Linked DNA regions of Mus musculus: region 2 is linked to region 1. A link is a contact called in public promoter capture Hi-C data. All regions are on one chromosome and are shown on one strand. Each heading gives the region's core, a stretch centred on a gene start, on an enhancer-like site or on the middle of the called end of the contact. The rest is flanking DNA. Distances are from core to core; before and after follow the strand shown. Region 1 holds the start of Slco4c1 (solute carrier organic anion transporter family, member 4C1). Region 2 holds the start of 1810006J02Rik (RIKEN cDNA 1810006J02 gene).

Region 1 (7,496 bases), core at 3,114-5,613:
CAGGAATGAAGGTTATGCTTCCCTTTAGCTATCAGGCTGTTGAAACAATTATCTTTGATGAAGAGGGATTTCCCTGTCCATCTCTTGCTGCAGGGGAGTGGGGGATTGTTGGGTGGGGCATGTGTGATGGGGGAGTGGTATGGGGTGGGGTGGGGTGGGGTAGGGTAGAATAGGGGTGGGAGTCTAAAGTTTAATACCAGCCAGAGGAGGGGCTAGAGACTCCAGTGAAGAGAATGTGCATAGTCCTGCCTACTTATCAGACCACAATGACTGCAGCCCAGACAAAGGCAATGGGTGGAGTCACAGATTGTCTAACTATGCATATCTTTGCCCCCATAAAAACTTAAACTGCCGGTCAGTCCTCTGAGCATGCTCTTCAGAGTCACTGAATATCTTGTTTAACTGAGTTTGAACATATTTATGCTTTGTGTTTATGAAAATATGGGGCTGGAGAGATGGCTTAGCAGTTAAGAACACTTACTGCTCTTCCAAAGGTCCTGAGTTCAAATCCCAGCAACTACATATTAGCTTACAACCATCTGTAATGAGATCTGATGCCCTCTTCTGGTGTGTCTGAAGACAGATACAGTGTACTTACGGATAATAAATAATAATAATAATAAAGGAAATATGTATTTAAAACAAATGATACTTCTATGAGAATCAAGTAATAGGAAAACACAAACTTTATAGGACTGTGTGTGGTCAATATTTTCTCTTCAAAAGTGTCTAAAAGGGTATTGTGATCTTGATTGTTTCCTGGAAAAAAAAAAGATGCTTCTATGTCTACTGCAAAAGATACAAAAATTGTAACAAACATATTTCTCTTTCAATATCCAGAAAATATATTCCAAAACATTGTGGTATTGGTGAAATATTCCTTCACATTAATCCCACAATTATTTTCTATAATATACTTGTGCTAATTCCAAGACTCACAGAAGAATCTCAGTGTATTCTTTCACACACATATTTTTCCATCCAAAGCAGAAAGCCCTTGTTACACTCTGCCTTTTCCTGAGGAATCTTAGCTTTTGAAGACAAAGTCCAACCTATGTCACCTCTGTTGTCTTTCTCATGCCCTCACCCACGAGGTGCTGGCTAAGAGAAGAGAAACAGAAACTCAACGTGTATATTACAGAAAGATATTGAACAATCAATCACTTAACCTTATCATCAAGCTGTAGAGTTTTGGACTGGGACTCTGAAAAACAAGTCATGCAATCCCTATCAGATAAGATATTTCTACATGATAGTTTTGTTAACACTTGAACTTTAAAACTCCATGGGTTTTTTTTTTGTTTGTTTGTTTGTTTCGTTTTGTCCCCCCCCCCCCGTTTCCTTTTCTCTTTCCTAACCCCCCCCCCCCATGCAACCCTTCTTACTGTATTTCAAATTCAAGGCCACTTTTTCTTTAATTGTTTACACACAGAGACCCTTCAACAAGAAAACATTTAAAAATTATAGTTATATATTTTTAATATAAATATATCTCTGGTGAAATTACAGTATTAAAACTACACAACAACTTCTGCACCTCAGGCTCAGGGAATGCAAAAGAGGAGCTGGGGTGATTTTATGAACCAGAGGATTGGGAAGTTTGTTAGGAGACTGTCTCCTAGTAATGCCTGAAGCTAGACCTATAAAGTCTCAAAGACAATACTGTCTAAACCAGAGCTGAATACGGACAATAGACATGCAAAAGTGGATGGGGGAACACCCACAAGGCCTGGAATCTACACAAAGAACTATAGGCAACTAAGGAATGCTGACAGCAGAGGAAATAGTCTTCTACAGAGAGAGCACACCAAGTGTTTATTCCCTACCAAATGGTAAGCCCTGAAAACAAGAAAACATTTTAAAAGTCACAGTTGTATACCTTTCTGGTAGAAATATATCTGTGTGCAATTACAGTATTGAAATAGTACTGATACGCACTAATCTTTTCCTCACTGTTCTCAATCATACATTGTATGAAATATGTGAATGGAGGAGAGACATGAAGGATACTATGAGCCCTTAGGCCGTTTCTTCCCTTGTATTTAGTTCCTGTAAGTTTCCATGGAGCTGAGCAAGTAGCACATGTCTATAATCCCAGAAACTCTGAAGGCCAACTTGGAAAATGTGGACAGATCCTGTACAAAAATGAAAACTTTAAATCTGTGGATTCAGCTCATTGGTAGCCACTACTCTAAAATTCACAGTCTTGAGTTGAATACCCAGTGCTAGACACACAGACATGGACATACACACACACACATGCATATGTACATGCATACACACGCACATACATACACACATGCATACATATATACGCACAGGCAAAACACTCATCGAATGTCTTAGTTACTGTTCTTTTACTGTGAGGAAGACATCATGACCTGGCAACTGAACAGAAAGCATATTTCATCTCTGTTGAACATGCCAGCCTCTTTCCATCTGTCATTGCAACAAAAAGAATATAAGGGAAAAGGAAAACGCTGCTAGTAATACTTTTAGTGACATCAATGTGTGTTCAGGATGAATAACCATCACCTTGGCTAATCTTTGGACAAAAGTCCACTACTAACACTGTGAGAATGAAGAATCCTTCTTAGGTTTACACTCCATTCGTAGAGTATACGTGTCCTGCTGCTACTATACTCGTCTATTTAAATTTACAACAAGGGTAACCACATCTCATCAAATCCAGCTTTTCTGGAATACTTCCTACTTCTCAGAAAATAAGATGATATCTATTTATACCGATGTCTATTTTAAATCCAATTCTTTTGGAAGAGGGCTAGGAGGATTATGTATCATAGCTAATTCCCCCAGAATCTGACATTTAGAACTTCTTATGTTCAAAACCTCGTATCAGTGAAGCATGAAGTTTTTGTTGGTGAGACAGGCTCTTTCTATGTAGTTCTAGCTGTCCTAGAACTCACCATTGTAGACCATGGTGCCATTGAACACAACAGAGATCTGCTTGCCTCTGTATCTCAAGTACTAACGCACTGGGCTAAGTATTTGTTTTGATCTTTGAGAATGGCTATGTAATAATCTAACCATTACATGTAGGCTGAGGTAATTAAAAGACAGATAATGAGATAGTGCGAAAACTAAGTTCCAGTTCCCTACATGAATTGTCAGTGTGCTGCCTTGGGAGGGATTTTGGTTCTCCTTGGGGCACAGATTCTTCAATGTGTGAAGCGTATGTAACAGCAATTACACTCACTTAAAGGCCAATAACAGTGAACACAGCAGTCCTTACCTCTCTCTGCTCGTCCAGGTCCAGTGGCAATCCAGACTACTTTTTGACTCCTCAAAGTCATATATGTGGCTTACATCGCAATCACTCAACTCACTAAGTACAAAATTTACAATCCCCCCCCCCAAAAAAAAGATTTTATAAGAGAGAATTTATGGTATTCTTATAGAGTACTCTGTGTATGCATTCTTAGGGATTGCTTCCTATTGGGCTGTGAGCAGCACAGTGTTTGAGGTATTTGCCAGCTTGTCCTGGTGAGTAGACTCTTCCAGACTCCCAACAGTGTTTAGCATACGGGAAATAAATACATCCTGATGATCAGTGACTTAGTAAATAAAGAGACTGGAATGAGTGTCAATCATAAAATTGTATCAATGTTTTCAATCAGTTTTCTTGTTTCATATTGCACATTTTTTACATAATGTTCATCACTTTCACCAGAGAATGCCATGGATGTGTTTTCAAAGTTTTGTCATTCCTTCAGTTTGGAGAAACTAAAACTAAAAGGAAGGCTATGTTGCCTTGTGAATGTAGCTGATGAGGAAAGATTTGTTTCTAGGAAGGTTGGCAGGTAAAAGTACTATTATTGTTTTCATGGAATTCAAAGCAGTATACCTGAGTGCAGCCTGATTCTGGGAGCAGAGGACTCTTGCTTCAAATTAGCAGCAGAGGAAAAAGCAAAGGCAGGTCTTCCTGAAAGGTCTCCTGATGCAACGGTGTTTGCAGTTTTCATACGCCTACCCAGGGGGAACGCTGGCCCACTGACTCCCACAGTCTCTGCCACTTCCTGGTCCCTGGGCTCAGAATGAAAAACAAAAAACAAAAAACCGCTGTGCTGAGATCCCTGAAAGTGGCGCCCTCGCATACGAGATAGTGTCGCCCTGTTCTCTCACCTGGCGGAGGCCGGGTCTCACTCCCACACAGAGCATTGTGGTTGTCGCTTGGGGCGACCGGTGTAGAGCAGAGCAGCGCTGACACCTCGAGGTGCCTAGGTCCCGGAGGTCCGGGAGTGTCCGGGTAGCTGCGGTGACCGTGCAGTGACAGATGGGGAGGGCCGGGAGGCGGAGACTAGTCCGGCCTTAGGGCGCTGTCACCTGCCCAGGGGCGGAGCCAGAAAAGAAACCAGCCTTTGCCGATCGTACTCACACAGGAGTCTAGAGAACCTTTCTTGACCATGCAGGGCTCCAAAGGAATAGAGAACCCGGCTTTCGTCCCTTCCAGCCCAGGCACCCCACGCCGTGCGTCTGCTTCGCCCTCCCAGGTGGAGGTCTCTGCTGTGGCCTCCAGGAATCAGAATGGGGGTTCGCAGCCTCGGGAATCTGAGGAGCCTCAGAAGTCAACTGAGCCATCCCCGCCTTCTTCGAATCCCCCAGCTTCTGATGAGCCGCCGGGGTCACAGCTAAGCGAGCTTGAGGAGGGACCTTGCGGGTGGAGGGGCTTTCACCCCCAGTGTCTCCAGCGCTGCAACACCCCCCAAGGCTTTTTGCTTCACTACTGTCTCTTAGCCCTAACGCAAGGTAAAGTCCAGCGCCAGCTTCTGGGGGTCTTTGGCTGAGCTGATGGTTGGGTGGGGTCAAGCTTGGGGAGAGAAAGAGGCAGGTGCAGGGGAACCCACCAACTGTTCGGGTCTTTGACTCTGCTCTAGGTAACCCCCCACCCCCACTTCCCCATGCCTGGGTTTGGAACTTGAAGACGCTCTTGCCTGCGGGTGTTCGCTCTTGCCTGCGGGTGTTCGCCACATTCTGAGTGGTCCATATTTTAACACACCTCCCCCCTCCCCCTTAGCATTTTTACTAATTTTGTGTTCTGCCTCATTTTAGCAGAGTGGATTCCTCTAGGGAAGGTTCTGAGAATCCTCCTTTGGGAAAACGATAAGTCATAGTCTGTGTTTTAAAACCCTACTATCTAACTGAGATCTAGGGAAGGGATTTGTTTATTTGTTTGTTTTTACAGAGGGAGGATTAAAGGCTTTGCAAATAGGAGTGGACTGATTTTCCAAAAGGAGGAACGAGGATAGAAGTACTTACATTATGTAGCGTAGATTAGATGTAGGTAATCTTATTTTCTCGATATTTGAGAATGTGGGGACAAGCGCAGTCCTGTGAGTAAATGAGAGAAGGCTTCCAGCTGTGCAGGGTGAACCTTAATCAGCTCTTCAGTCTCAGGAGTTATCGAGTGTCTGTTTGTTCTAGGAGCCCTTTTAAACTCCCTTGGGACTAGCAGATTAAGCCAAGATTTATCCCCCCTGGAGTTTACAATCTAAACGGAGGTTCCTTGAGTGTGGTGGAGGGAGCGAGGGAGGTGTTTTTTGAAAAGGAAGCAGAAAGGAAGAAGTTGAAGTTGCTGGGTTTGCTTTCAACTCAAGGGATAGAATGAAGGGGAAGTTCTTCTAAGAAGACTATCTGAGGAGGGATGGGCTAAAAGTGGAACAGTTTGAAGGACCTGATGAAATTTAAGTTGAATTTGGTATGCAGACATTTTTGGTATAATCCCAAACTTTTTGTAATAGTCAAGGATAGGTTGAAAGGAATGAAACCCAAGAGTCAGTGGAGGGTTACTGGAAATGTTTCTCTGCTAAATTAATAGAAAACTAAATTGAAGTCTCTCATCTCCTGTTCTTATTTTATTTCTGTTTCCCCTACTTCAAGACACCCAGTTCCTCTTCTTCTTTTCTTTCTTCACCCTCTGGGTGCTAGGTAAATATTTGTTGACCCTAAGTAGGGTTCAGCTCCTTTTCCTGAAGGTTTTTGCTGTAGTTGAATTCCTTTCCTTATTGCAACATGGTTTCATTCTAGTTGATCTTGGTTGTAGTTAATCCCAAAGTAATGATAGTAGAGGATAGTTGCTAGAGCTGTATAGAATTAAAAAATAAAATATACCTTGTGTTTTACCTTAGATTTTATTCTGCGATGTCTGTTACTCCAAGAGATTTTATATTCAACATAAACTATTGTTTTAAACTATTATTGAAAAGAATTGGTACTCTCAGAGGGAAAATTGTGTCTACTTCAGTTTAAAGCATCATTTACTCTAGTTTAAGAAAAATAACCTGAGAAGAAAATACCCCAATATATTAGTTTATGCCCAAATTGAGGTTTCAGTAGCTGGATGTGTATTGTGTATCTTCTTATAGATATTTGCAAAATGAAGGTCTACTGTAAAAGTAGTGATATCTGTGACTATTTATTATTTATTTTTATTTCATTTTCACTTTATTTATTTACTTATTTGTAAAAGTTTTTTTCTGTGTAGTCTGGATATCCTGGAACTCATTTTGTAGGCCGGACTGGCCTCTAACTCACAGAGACCCCACATCCTGGGATTAAAGGCATGCATCATCAGGCCTAGTGTGACTAATTTTTAATTAGAGTTATAGTAGGTATATTGGAAGGTTGACCTTTGGCGTTTGGGTGAGAAATGTTTCATGTTATCAGGTAACTATGTCTTTGTGAAAGTCGTTTTTAGGTGCTTTGCACATTTCATTTTACAATCTTCAAATTGCTCACTGGTTTATAGTCTCTAAAAGGAGCCACAGACAAACACGATTTTAGGACCTTGAAAGGTATGATATCAATTTTGTTAAAGTATATTTTCAGTCACAGTCTTTTTTTGTTTTTTGTTTTTGTTTTTGTTTTGTTTTGTTTTGTTTGTTTTGTTTTTGTTTGTTTGTTTGTTTGTTTGTTTTTGAGACAGGTTTCTCTGTGTAGCCCTGGCTGTCCTGGAACTTACTCTGTAGACCAGGCTGGCCTCAAACTCAGAAATTTGCCTGCCTCTGCCTCCCAAGTGCTGGGATTAAAGGCATGCGCCACCACGCCTGGCTCAGTCACAGTCTTGATAAAGCAAAAGTACAGACTGTTGATATTATGAAATGTTTATGTTCACCCCAGTGAATGATGAACATAATACATAGTAACTCATAAGCATAATCAGCGAAAACTTTTCATTGCTTTTGGATTTTCACTTATCTTCACATTTCTGTTCCTATGGATTTAACTTAGGACATCTTGATATCAGTCACCACTGGACACTCACTCAGCCTTCTTTACCTGCTAGTCCTTCATTTCTCTTAGTAGAGGCAGGTGGACTGTACATAGCCTTTTCTTCCATATTTTACTTTGAATATGATGTAGAACATTGGTGGTCAAAACGATGCCCACGTTTTTGTTTATTTTTAATCCTGGCTCTTTGAAATCATCCATCTAAAATGGTCCTGGTGAACCAACCTATATTCCCAGCACCTGAGTAC
Region 2 (7,496 bases), core at 2,325-4,824, 1.3 Mb before region 1:
CCCTCCTCCACAGTGACAAACTTCCTCCAACAAGACCACACCTCCTCCGATAAAGCCACACCTTCTAGCAGTGCCACATCCTATGGTCAAACATTTAAGCACATGACTCTATTGGGGCCACACCTATTCAAACCATCACGTGGTTCCTTTTCTACTGTTAACTGCAGACTGGTTGATTAAAAGAGAACTGAAAATATTTACTATAAATCTAGAGTCTGGGAAGTCCAAGAATAAGCCTCTAGGATCTGATGTGGCCTTTGCAATTTCATTATCATACAGGAGAAAGCAGGAAAAAGGGGCACTGAGCCCTGTGTTCTTCTGTGGAAAAAGAGAAGAGGAAAGAACAACCCCTCCAAAAATCCAACATCTTTTAAAGGTATAGTAATCAATTTCTCAGAGCGTAAGCCTCAAGAACTAAACAGCACTGAAGTCCCCACCTTGCTCATGCACTGCTTTGGAGATTAATGTTGGAAAGTCCGACTTTGGAAGGAACATGTCAAAAATCATTGCAAATCAAAATATCACAATACCCGTAATGTTGAAAGGAGTGTTGTGAGCCATCTCTGAGCTAGATAGTCTTCAGAAAACATAGCAGCAAGGTTTTGCCTGCTTAATACTTATGTATTAAATAGGCATGGTGGCAGATGACTTTAATTCAAGCAAAACCAAGAGAATCCCTGACTTAGGTTAGCTTGCTTTACCTAGTGAGTTCCAGGCCAGCCCAGGTTAGATATTGTATAGGGAGACCCTGTATCAAAAAAGAAAAAAAGACACTTTTATTTTATCTCAACATGCATAGAATTGCAATGTCTCTTACATTAGGTAGAAAATAAGCTTATTAACAATGCTCTTTAAAAATTTATTGATACATAAAATAACAATGACCCTTGGTGATAATCAATTCTATTGGTTACTAATGTTTTGTTCCCTCACATGGTAAGAGCTGTTCATCGGGGAGTAGTTCTTGTTTTGCAGACTGAGTAAAATGGGGTTAAAAAAAATTAAACTCAGCATGTGTTTTTCTCCTGGTACTAAAATGTACTAATAGCAAGGTCTACAATAATGACCATAATAGTCTGTGATAAGCTGAAGAACAGCCTCTCCAGATATCCATGCTCTACTAATCAGCACTCGAGATTATATTACAGCAAAGAATTATTTGAAGGTCTCAGTAAATTAGAGGGGCTATAAAAGCATGATTATTCTCGATTATATACCCGTGTCAGCCCAATGTAGTCCCACAGGACTTTGTTACAGAGAGGAAAAAGATCAGAAATACAGATTTTCTTGGAAGCAGCGGTTGGGGTGATGTACTTGGAGAATGTAGGCAGGGGAGCCAAGACCCATGGAATGTCGATGTCTATTGGGAACTAGAAAAGGCTCACAGAAGCTCTTCAAATTCCTGAAGCAGGAACATAGGACTGGCAAAAGCAATTTACCCAGGAAAGTTGTTGTGGATGGCTGTCCTCCATAACTGTAAGATGAATAGGATTGTGGCCATTTCCACAAGTATAAAACGATACTGTCTTCTGTTAAGAAAAAGAGAGAATAATCATATATCTAGTTATAAACACATGCATTTATATCATTTATGTATCATAAAACAAAAAAAAAAATAACATAGATTAAAAACTCATGATGATCCCGATAGTCATGTTGTAACGGTGTACCTCTCCTTCTATGATACCTTTTGAATTAGTCCTATTTATTCCTTATAGTGGATTTTTCTAGGTGAAATATAAAGCCTTCGTGAAATGCTATTTTTCCTTGATGATAATAGTTTTTTAATAATAATTTTAAGATTAAAAAAACATTACACAGGGAAAGGAATTGTAGAAAAGCCTCAGCATTTCCAGGCACAGAGAAGAATATGACACAGAGGCATGCCTTTGATGCCCCTCCACCTTCTCCAGCACTCTGTTTCCTACCTGCTTTCGCCCCCAAGGAAATTAGCTGTAGGTGAGAGTTGGAGCATGCGCACAGCTTTCTGCTAATCGGCTGTTCATTACTATGATGATTTAACTCTGAAGCACTGCTCTTAAAATTCTGGTGCCATCAGTAGCTATGGTGAGTGAATAAGTGATGGCCAAGTTCCAGGTCACAAGTCATCTATGAAAGTCTCTAGCGTGAACCAAGACCTGCTTCCACGCTCTGCGATGTGGTCTTTGGGGTATACATACAATGCCCTTCTGGCCCTGGCAGTCCATAAAAATAGAAATGTGAAGTAAACTATTTCCTTTGATTATTTTCATGTCTATTTTCAGCCCACTTACATAAACCCATAGTCTGGCTTCTGAGATTAGGAAAAGTAAAACGTAGCAGATAGGAACAATAAGGCATAAAAGTTATCCCACCTTTAAATGAATGAATGATTTTAATTATCACCTTATAGCTCAGTTGGTTAATTGTATTTAATTTTTTCATATTCCTGCTACTGATTTCATTATATCTATTATCCCTTTAAAATTGCCTATAACCTACAGTTAGAGTATCTTCAGAAACGAGCCAATTAAACAGGGGCACAGACCATTAAGTAACTTAATTGCTTGTTCAATAGACTTTGTCGGTTTATTTTAGATTATTCTATGTTTGAAAAAATTACTTAAATGCATGGCTGACATAAGCTCCTTCTCCCTGTTCACAACTGGAAACCACACCGTGATAACCTCCCTCTTCAATGTCGATGTAATCCCAAAGGACAACATCTGCTCTTAAGATTTAAACTGAGCTCTTCCAAAAAGACTCCCCATGTCTTCACCTTCACTTGTCCAGAGCCTCTCTCTCTCTTCTTTCTGCCTTTGCCTCCCTACCTTTCTCCATCCCCTGCCCTCTCTCTTTGTCTTCCTTTAATTGCATTGGATTGGATTCTTCAGTTGGGGACCAAGTGCTGCTCAGCAATTCTTTTATTTAACTCTAATTGACTCCCTATTGTACAGCAGCTGCTTGGAAATGTGTCTCAAGGCACCTAACTCACACCTGTCATAGTTACTCTCAGTAAATTATTTCGCCTTACACCTAAATCAAAAAGACCAGAGCCCTCAAGCAAACTCCTGTTCTGGTTTACAGAGTGTAATTCTTATTCTACCCTTCAAAATTTTTCAGACTCTTACTCTGTTTAGTCACTGCCTAAGCGTAAGGAAGGAGTATTGTTCCATTCCAAAATTAACTATTCTGTTGCATGGATGAAACACTGTTTTACCTACAACATTTATTCTATACCAGAAACAAGGCTGACATGTTTAAATCTTTCGGTCCTGAAGGCTACGGGATTACAGAAGATAAAAATATTTCAGTAAAGGTACGTGACTGAAGAGACTTATTTAATAGTCAACTCACCCCTCGTGAGAGGCCTCTGTTCCTCGACTTACTGAGTTCCTGGATTCTGCCTAGATATCACCAGCGTTCAGTAGCCCACACTGAGATAATGCCATCCATGGTGATAGAACAGGCAGTGAGAAACTATCTTGCCTCCCTGTAGGTCTACTTCTGAGATTCCTTGAGTCCAGAAACATTCAAGCTACTACTCCAGGCGCTGTGTTTTAGGCATAAGCTGTAGAAATGCCTTCCTCGAGCTGTATTTCCTCTGGTCTCTCTCCTTTCAAAGACCATTTCCTTATATAGCATTCAGCTTCATTTCCTCTAGCAAATACTCAGAACAATTCTCTCGTCTCTAATTGAAGTCACTTCCTCTTCTTCTAATGTGGAAAGAGGCTTGGTGTATGTTTTGGTTACATAGTTAATAATTATTCTTACATGGAACAGATGGATAGGAAGGTCTCACTTTCATAATGATATCAATATTTCATGTAACCTACTATTAGAATATATACTTACTAGATGCCTTTTCACAAAGTCACTTGTGGGGTCCTCTAAATGTATCATCTCATTTAATCAGCCCTCTAAGTGTATTATCTCATTTACTCTTGCCCAAAACATAATTAGTTCTTATTGTTAGCTCCATTTTCCAATTGAGTATATAAAAGAGGAGCACAGAAGTTGCCTGAATCTGTAGAGATGGAAAGGAGGAGGGCAGGTTTTACACAGAGATGTCTAACCCATTGCTCTGGCTCTTGTTCCCCCAGGCCAAGATCCTCTCTGCACTTATAGATAGCATACAATGTTGATGAGCAATGGAATTGAATGGATTCATCCTTTTAAAATACAGTATGTTTTCTTTCTCAGTCATATTCTGAAAGAAAACTGAACTCTTAAAGGGAGAACTAAGGGGCCAGAGGGAGAGAGCTTAGTCGCTGAAGCACTTGTTTTCCAAGCACGAGGACCTGGGTTCAGTCCCTAGGACTCACAGGAAAAACAGAACAAAGTAACAACAGTAACCACAAAAACTTGACTCTGCTGGGCTGAAAGCTTCATTCCAGCACTGGAGAGGTAGAGACAGGAGGATTCTGGTGGCTCACTGGTCGGTCAGCCTAGAGTGTTTGGCAAGCTAGGTCAATTGACATACAAGGCCAATGAGAGGCCCTGTTTCAAAAATCAAGGAAAATGACCTTTAAAGAATAATGCCATCTCCATAGGTCACCACATTCAAGCATGCACACACACACACACACACACACACACACACACCCAAGAGAGAGAAATTTAGAAAAGAAAAGCAAAGGTTCACAAAAAGAGATGTTACACTGTTACGTATCCAAGCCTCTTGTCTTAGAGTTTGGTGTGATAAAACACCATGACCAAACCTGGCTTGGGAAGGGAAAGGGTTTATTTCATCTTTCAAGCCTCAAATTATACTCCTGTAACTAAGGAAAGTCAGGGCAGGAACCTGGTGGCAGGAAGTGAGGCCACAGACACTATGCTAAGTGGTTCTCAACTTGTGAGCTGCAACCCTCTAAGTCTTTGCATATCAGGGACTTACGACACAGTAGCAAGACTACAGTTAGGAAGGAAGGACTTTTATGGTTGGTGGGTGGCAGTTCACCACAGCATGAGGAACCTGTTTAAGGGCTGCAGCAATAGGAAGGTCAACCACCACCTAGAACCACGGCTTACTGCCTTCTTCCCCACAGGTTGCTCAGCCTGCCTTTTTATACAGCTCAGAACCACCTGCCCCGGGCTAGTGCTGCCCACATCTATCACTAATCAAGACAATTCTCCACAGGTTTCCAAACAGGTTGTTCTTATGGAGGTATTTTCTTTCTTTCTTTCTTTTTTTTTTTTTTTTTTTCCTGAGACAGGGTTTCTCTGTGTAGCCCTGGCTGTCCTGGCACTCACTCTGTTCCCTCATTACAAGTTTGCTTCAAGTTAATAAACACACACACACACACACACACACACACACACACACACACACACACAACTGACCCTTGTCAGCTTGACACACAAATGCATAACTATCAAACCATAACCTTTCCTTTCTTGTTCACCTTGGAGTTCTCATATGAATAGCAGTATCTTGATATAAAAATACATCCTGGGCTTTAAAAGTCCCAGAGTCTTTAAAAATTCAAATACTTTCAAAATCCATTCCCTTTAAAACACTCGAGTCTTAGCATTTGGCAAAGTTCAAAGTTCAAAGTGTGTCTAAAGTATACCAGGTGCCTCAATTGTGGGCTCTGGAAAAATCACAAAAGAAGGTAAATACATTCTTACTTCAAGAGGGAAGACACAGGGAGGGCATAGTCACAATCAAAGAAAAGCAACATTGTCAAGTCCAACAGGACAGAGTTCAGTGTCAGTTCTGGGACTCCTGATCTTCTGGCCTCAAAGGGTTTAGGTGGCTCCTCTCCAGCTCTGCATTCCACAGCATGTGCCGCCTGTCTCACAGGATCAGGTCAGATCCACTCCACATTTGCTCTGTCCTGGGACATATGCTGAGGCTACTGACATCTCCAAAATGCTGGGATTTCTGCTACAATTGAGGCTGCACTTTCACCAATGGCTTCTCCTGGCCTTTCACAGTGCCAAGCTTCAGGCACTCTCTCTGACTCTTTCCACACCTTCAAATTTGGTAACACCTGGTAAACTCTTACACATTACCAAGTTCAGATACCAACATGAATTTTAATCTTGGACCTCTCTGGACCACAGCTTCTATGTGCCTACCACAGGAAACTACTTCCAAAATAAATGTTGCCTCAGTGATGCTGGTCCCTTCTTAGTCACAGCTGATTTACTTCAGCCATAGCTGAGTAATATCAGTAGTCCAACAGAGCAAAGGTTTCACTTTATGGTTCTGTTCTCTTGCTGCTTGCTGATTCTTCATCCCCCAGCTGACTAGAACCACAAATTATTAACTTAAAATATTACTCAACATTAACAGAATCTGAACTTCCACATACAACTTAATAAGCCAGGTATCTTAGTTATTTTTTTCTATTGCTATGATAAAACACTTACAAGAGAGAATGTTCAACATAATTTACAGTTCCAGAGGATTTGAGTCCATTATGTCTAAGCACAGAAACAGCTGAGAGCTCACATCTTGATCTACAATCACAAGGCAGAAAGGGAGCACTAGGAATTGCCTGGGTCTTTTGAAGCTTTATAGCCCATTTCCAGTGCCACACCTTCTCCAACAAGGCCACACCTCCTCCAACAAGGCCACACCTCCCAATGCTTCCCAAACAGTTCTATCAACTAGGGACCAAGTATTCAAATTCAAAACTATGAGGCCATTCTCATTCAAACTATCACACCTGGGTTCTGTCTTCTGTACTGCTCTCCACATTCCTATCTTCCAAGCTCTCACAATGACCCACTAGCATTTGGACACCGAGTGGTTTTTCTAGCCAAAGGTTCTAAAGGATCTTCACAATTCTTCTCCAATCATGGTCAGACCTATCACAGCAAGATCCTGCGTCTGATATCAATTCATGTCTTAGTCAGCGTTTCTGTTGCTGTGATAAAATATCACAGCCTAATGCAACTTGAGGAAGAAAGGGTTTATTTCATCTTACGACTCTCAGCTCACATTCCACACTGAGGGAAGTCAGGGCAGAAACTCAAGGCAGGATCCTGGACACAAGAAATGACATAAAGGCCATGGAGGAGTGATACTTACACTGCATGACCTTTCCAGCCTGCTTCTCTCTCTCTCTCTCTCTCTCTCTCTCTCTCTCTCTCTCTCTCTCTCTCTCTCTCTCGCTTGCTCGCTCTCACTCTTTCTCTCTTTCTCTCCCTTGCTTATTTATTTACATTTCTTTTTTCTAGATTTATTTATTTTTATTTATATGAGTACACTATAGCTGTCTTGAGACAGACACCAGAAGAGTGCATCAGATCCCATTTGTGAGCCACCATGTGGTTGCTGGGAATTGAACTCAGGACCTCTGGAAGAGCATTCAGTGCTCTTAACCTCTGAGCCATCTCTCCAGCCCTATTTATTTACATTTCAAATGTTGTCCCCTTCCCAGTTTTCCCTTGCAACCCCCCCATCCCTTTCCCCCTTCCCTTTTACTCTTGAGGGTGATCCCTGACCCACTTGCCCATTCCCTCTTCACTGCTCTAGCATCCCCTTACACTGGGGTAAGGAGACT

What was found. Promoter capture Hi-C pulls out the DNA fragments that hold promoters and counts their contacts.
Region 2: a contact with region 1 is called in a promoter capture Hi-C map of neutrophils, with 5 times the contacts expected there. The contact joins the promoter of 1810006J02Rik here to the promoter of Slco4c1 in region 1. A contact is called at or near these places in 4 of 39 promoter capture datasets (hippocampal neurons, liver, neutrophils and 1 more).

Annotation. Positions count from the first base shown.
Region 1 is chr1:96,869,038-96,876,533 of GRCm38.p6, reverse strand. It overlaps Slco4c1 (solute carrier organic anion transporter family, member 4C1), which reads left to right and starts at 4,363. Exons shown (of 13, transcript NM_172658.3): 1 at 4,363-4,767. The coding sequence starts at 4,425. It overlaps Panct2 (pluripotency-associated noncoding transcript 2), which reads right to left and starts at 5,408. Exons shown (of 4, transcript NR_131964.1): 1 at 5,278-5,408; 2 at 4,144-4,344; 3 at 3,866-4,049.
Region 2 is chr1:98,127,545-98,135,040 of GRCm38.p6, reverse strand. 1810006J02Rik (RIKEN cDNA 1810006J02 gene) reads right to left here and starts at 3,574. Exons shown (of 3, transcript NR_040439.1): 1 at 3,337-3,574; 2 at 1,440-1,529.